Linked DNA regions of Ovis aries: region 2 is linked to region 1. Evidence: chromatin contacts called from public Hi-C data. All regions are on one chromosome and are shown on one strand. Each heading gives the region's core, a stretch centred on a gene start, on an enhancer-like site or on the middle of the called end of the contact. The rest is flanking DNA. Distances are from core to core; before and after follow the strand shown. Region 1 holds the start of SPATS2L (spermatogenesis associated serine rich 2 like). Region 2 overlaps SPATS2L (spermatogenesis associated serine rich 2 like).

What was found. Hi-C and Micro-C count contacts between places; a contact is called where the count stands out from the background.
Region 2: a Hi-C map of hypothalamus shows a contact between it and region 1, with 5 times the contacts expected there. The contact joins the enhancer-like site here to the promoter of SPATS2L in region 1. A contact is called at or near these places in 3 of 16 Hi-C or Micro-C datasets (hypothalamus, skin fibroblasts and tail adipose tissue).

What each region holds. Positions count from the first base shown.
Region 1 is chr2:202,605,328-202,608,102 of ARS-UI_Ramb_v3.0, forward strand. It overlaps SPATS2L (spermatogenesis associated serine rich 2 like), which reads left to right and starts at 1,486. Exons shown (of 13, transcript XM_042244055.1): 1 at 1,486-1,677.
Region 2 is chr2:202,784,147-202,786,846 of ARS-UI_Ramb_v3.0, forward strand. It overlaps SPATS2L (spermatogenesis associated serine rich 2 like), which reads left to right. Exons shown (of 13, transcript XM_042244055.1): 11 at 873-975. Among named protein-coding and RNA genes, the nearest start is that of KCTD18, 39 kb to the right of the region's middle. Within about 2 kb of position 1,360, at least 15 of the 54 cell types and tissues checked have an H3K27ac peak or open chromatin away from gene starts, as enhancers often do. A contact at or near this core is called in hypothalamus, where this site is marked.

The DNA of each region.
Region 1 (2,775 bases), core at 236-2,735:
GACTTCTTAGTTACAGTATGCATGCAGGATCTAGTTCCCTGACCAGGGCTCGAACCAGGGACCCCTGTACTGGGGAATGGAGTCTTATCACTGGACCACCAGGGAAGTCTTTGTATAAACTTTTTTTTTTTAATTAATTTTTTTTTTTTTGTATAAACTTTTAAAAGTCTAACTTCTTTTGCTAGGTCCCTTAAGTGACTAATGAAAGTTGTAATTATTTTCTTTTACTTTATAATTGTCTCTTGATGGACTAGGCCTCCATTCCCAGAAGAGAATTAGTTTTAGTCTAATTTGTGTTACAGTGGCTACTACTATACACCCATTCTCCATTTATTTAATTTTCATCACATTCAATGCTTTAATATTTTCACTCGCCATACACATACCAGTTACCTACTTTGCCTTGAAAAAAATCCCACGGACAGAGAAGCCCGGTGGGCTATAGTCCATTGGGTCGCAAAGAGTCAGACTCCACTGAATGGCTAAGCAAGTGTGACTACCTACTTACTGAGAAGTAGCCCTTAAAGGTAAAAGGCCAGGTACAGGCCTCTGAAAACCCTTTCTTCCCTCTGGTCATATCCAGGTCGTGAAGGCTTTCTTCTTTCAGACTTTTAAACAAATTGGCTTTGGAGTCCCAGGAGGTAATGAAGTAGGAAAATGGAATGAAAGGACTGAGTTCAATATTATTTCCAAAGCCCTTCCTAGGAAAACAATAATTTATTACTCATTTTGGAATTCTAATTATGAGGAGAAACTCCTCAAAACTTAAGTGAATTATTTTGCCAGAGGACCTAAAAAATGCATCAAATTCCAAGTCAAATTGTTCCAAGTTACCTTTCCATCTAAATTCGATAAGTAGTATGAAGTTTATCCTTTATATTTGCATATAATACGGCTTCTAGAAGCAAACTTTCTTTTCAGTAGCATCGATGGGGACAGACTGTGTAGGTTCAAATCCTCCCTCTACCATTTCTCCTCTCCTTGACTCAGTTTATCTATAAAAAAAAAAACAAAGTTCAAAAATACTACTTATCTGACTGGACTATTTAAAGGAATAATTGAGTTAATACTTAACAAAGCTTTTACAAATTTTTAAAAAAATTCTATGATCCCATACTCCCATCCAGGATAACAAGAACCACAACAAGTTACATGAGAATTTAAGTTCCTCCACTTTCGGCTCCTTTATCCCTTATTAGAATAGTGTTTTGTCAACATGAGCACATTACGTTAGCAGATTTGAGCTTTGCCAGAAAGGTGTTTGTATCTAATTTCAAATTATGAATTCCTGAACATTGGATGATGTACCACTTGAGAGTCGTAAGGAACTCTGGCCTGCGTATGTCTGAGTTTTGACAGCCAAGGAGCCGCTGAGAAAGTTATTGGTATTGAGAAGAAGGGAGGTGAAGTCACCCTGGAAAAAAAAAAAAAAACAACTGAACTGGAGAGCTGCCTGCATTTCACTCTGCTGCCTCTGGAAGAGGTGTGTTATCTGAAGTGCTTCCATCATGAATAATGACGGAGAAACTGCCTTTACTCTCCGATTACTGTACTTTCAGGCAGAAATCCATGGGCTGGTGCCCACGGCATCTATCTGGAACTTGGTTATCACACACGTTTAGAGCAACCAGTACTCAGCGTGAAAGGCAGTGAAAGGGAGGGGCCGTGACACTTCGGGTGAGCAGCGTTTCTAAGGTCAGACCCAACCCAACCCCCCCTACTTTTTCCGCTGCTGGTTCTTCTGGTCATTTCGGAAGTCGGCTACCTTTGTTTACATGTTGAGCTTGGCTCAGCACTAGAAAGCCTTAGTGCTTTCTGAAAAAGAGAAGACTCTTGCGTTTATAGACAGTGCTGGGGGAGCAAAGTTCCTTCTCCTGGGCAGGGGAGGGTGCCTCTCCTGCAACACGTGCCGGTGGTGGCAACATCTCTGAATCGCACAGAGGCAGCTTAAGTGAGGGAGAGGTTGGGGGAAGGCGAGGAGGGTGGTGTGGGGCAAGCAAGCAAAGTGCGGAAGCTGTATGGGGATTCTTCTAGAAAGTGGGGTGGGAAAGGAGCTAGGGAGGGCGTGTGGAGGGAAGGGATCTGTGTCAGAACGTGCGTGTGAGCGGATACAAAACCCGAGAGAGGCGTGAGCAGCGCTGTGTGTGCGAGCGGGAGCGAGGGGCGCCGGCTCTGGGTGTGTGCGCCTGGGTGAGTGACACCGAGGGGCGGGCTGGCCGGCTGGCCGGCGGGCGGGAGCAGCCTGCGAGGGGCGGGAGTGTCCCTGCGTGGAGCGGGCCGACCCGGAGTTGTGTCAGTGAAGGAATCTAGCCCGGGGGCCGAGCCGGCTGCGCCCTCCGCCGCGAGCGCCGGCAGCGCGGGGCTAGCTCCGGACGGCGCGCGGCCCAGGCAGCGGCTCCTGCACGGCCCGCCCTCCGCGCCGCAGGGGCCGCCACCGCCGCCGCGCCTCCCCCCGGCAACCGCGCCTCCGATCCCCGTCCCCGGTCCGGGACGGAGAGGCCGGCGCTCGGCACAGAGGTAAGCCCGGGATCTCCGGCCGCCGCCGCCTCCCGGGACCCACTCCCCGCCCGCCCGCCGGGCTCGGGCCGGGACGCGGCGGGGCCTGCGCAACCGGGACGGTGGCTGAGCCCGGGCCGCGCGATCCGCAGCCTGAGTCGCCCAGCCCCCGCCGCCTCCCGGGGCGCTGGGTGTGGCCCCCGCTCGGCGCCGACGCGGGCTGGCCGCGCGGACCGGACGCGGAGGTCGCCGTCCTGCCTTTCTCGGGCCGGCACTGGC
Region 2 (2,700 bases), core at 110-2,609, 180 kb after region 1:
GGTATCTGTCTCTCTTGCCACATGGTGAACTCCCTGCTAAACTCACAGAGGGACTGAGTCATAGTTATTTCTGTATTTCTCCCTCTGTCATCTGCACATAGATCTTAATTTTAAATGAACTGAAAAGTAATCTCTTTCCCACTTCCCTTAACAGCACTTGAAATTCTACCATTCACGATAATGGTTTCTAGTTACTAAAGGCTTTTTGGACTTACTAAGTGTGCTAAGTTGTTTCAGTCGTGTCTGACTCTTTGCGACCCTGTGGACCGTAGCCCACCAGGTTCCTCTGTCCGTGGGATTCTCCAGGCAAGAATACTGGAGTGGGTTGCCACACCCTCCTCCAGGGGATCTTCCCAACCCAGGGATCGAAGCCATGTCTTTACAACTCCTGCGTTGGCAGGCAGGTTCTTTACCACTTCCTGGTCCCCTATTAAAAATGGAGACGGATGTTTAGGAAGGCTGACACACTTTCTCTTGAGGAATGATAGCTGAGCAGGCCATTGGGCAGATTAGTAAGACGGCCAGAAGGCAACCCCATAACTTACAACAGGACAGGAAGTGCCAGAAAGAGGGCATAGGATGCTGAAAGGTTAAGTAGATGAGTCCAGACACTCATCTTGCCTGAACCACAGTTTTGTCTAAGCCCAGGTAGGGTAAAGACAGGACCTGCACAAGTTCCCAAGAACAAGAAGGTGATCGTGCTCCAGGACGAAGCCAAGCCCTCTTGAAAGGCACCTCCCAGCACAGGGTCGCCCTGCCCCCCGCCTGGTGGTGCTCTCACACCGACAGCAGGGGCGGGAGGACAGAGAGAATGGATCAGCAGCATGTCCCAGTCATTTCTGTCATCATGGGGTTCTGTCTCTTCCCCGCAGCACTTTGTCAGCGAGCGTAAATATGATGAAGAGCTCGGGAAAGCTGCCCGGTTCTCCTGTGACATTGAACAGCTCAAGGCCCAAATCATGCTCTGCGGAGAAAGTGAGTTCTGCATACTTGCTAAATAATTCTGTGTGAGTAAGACTGGCGCTGTTGGAGTCAATATGGGAAATGTCAGGTGTGTGGTCCCCCAGGGGGCTAAAGTGAGGTCTAAAGAAGTTTAATGATCTAAGGTCATGACACGAGTCACTAAAAATGTCAAGATCGGAACTTCGAGTCTTCAAATGCCACTGCCCATCAGTAAATCTCCAGGATTTATTAAGCAGAACAAAACAGGTCAACTAGTTTATACCTTTCGCAAACTTTTCTTAAGCATTGCCGGATCAAGTGTCTCTGATTTCAAAAGTCTGGTTCTACAGAGACCTGTTATGGGAAGAGCAAGTCTCCCTAATAAGTCTGGGAACAATGGGCTATTGTCATGAAAGGCCCAGCTCTGTGTGTGTGTGTGTGTGTGTGTGTGTGTGTGTGTGTGTGTGACACACGCACTGCTCAGCAGTTCCCTAGCCTCTCCCTTAATTAGAGCAGTTAACATGCAACAAAATTGGCTGATTCTTTCCCCCCTGCTCCAGCCCACCCACTGAGGGAGGTGGGAACCTGCATTAAGTGGCTCCAAGGACAGTCACAAGGAGGTAGGAAGGACAGATGAAGGACATGGAATATCCACAGCCTCATAGTGAGCTAAGAAATGGAGATCTGACTGCACTTTTTTTTTTTTTTCAAAGTGGAAATTGCATTTTTTCTCTGAGTATAAAAAATACAATCTTGATCTAAAAATTACACAGCTATATTAAATAGAACACGACATTACTTTTGAGGCTCATTCATACTTTTATGCACATATAATCTATTGTGTAAATTATGCAGTGTATTTAATTATATTGCATCTTATTTACTATACTACATGACATACATATATAGTAAGAGAATTTGCTCTTATCATTTCACAATATATGGTTGACATTTTTCCATGTCAATATATTTTAACCCATAATTTACTTAAATATAATTGACATAAACAGTCCCAGGATTGTGGCCATTTAGGTTGCTTCCATCTTCTCACCATTAAAATAACATTGCTGTGAGCATCCTTGTTCACCTGTCTTTGACAAATATCTGAATTTCTGACTGCCTTTCTTTTAAATTATTTTCTTTTTTTTTCTATATACTTCCTCTCTTATGAAAGAATCTACTCCATTTGCCATTCTCCATCCCAAGATTTTGTAGAAAAAAGCCAGACTATATGATTCACAGTTGGAAATTTAACTACGCAGACTAGTTTCCACTTCAGCTTGATAACGGGCGAGCCCCTGATGCCAAGTGACCCCACCATCTGAGGAGGGGAGGGCAGTGCAGCGTCCTCTGCTCTCCTCCAGAGCACACCAGTGCCACCTAGTGGGAGGAACCATCCCTCACCAAATCCCAAGTGTCCACACTGGAACCCAGCCTCCCATGTTGGGAGACAGTGGTCCTCAAAAGGCCCTTTACTTCTGGGCTTTGTTGAGAGCACATTTGAAGCTCACAGCTACTGAACCCTAGAAAATGACCCTAATAATGACCCCTAGAAAACTGAACATTGTTAGCAAAGAGCCACTAAAATCCCCTGGTCCTGTTTGGACAACCCCCAACATGACCTGACCTGTCAGATGAAGGGCCTGGAGATGCATCCGTGTCATTTCCATTTCTAATGTGCTGTGATCCCTACCCACGCTCCAGATCCTCAGGAAGAATGCTGGGATTAAGTCTAAGCCAACACAGGTAGTAGAGAAA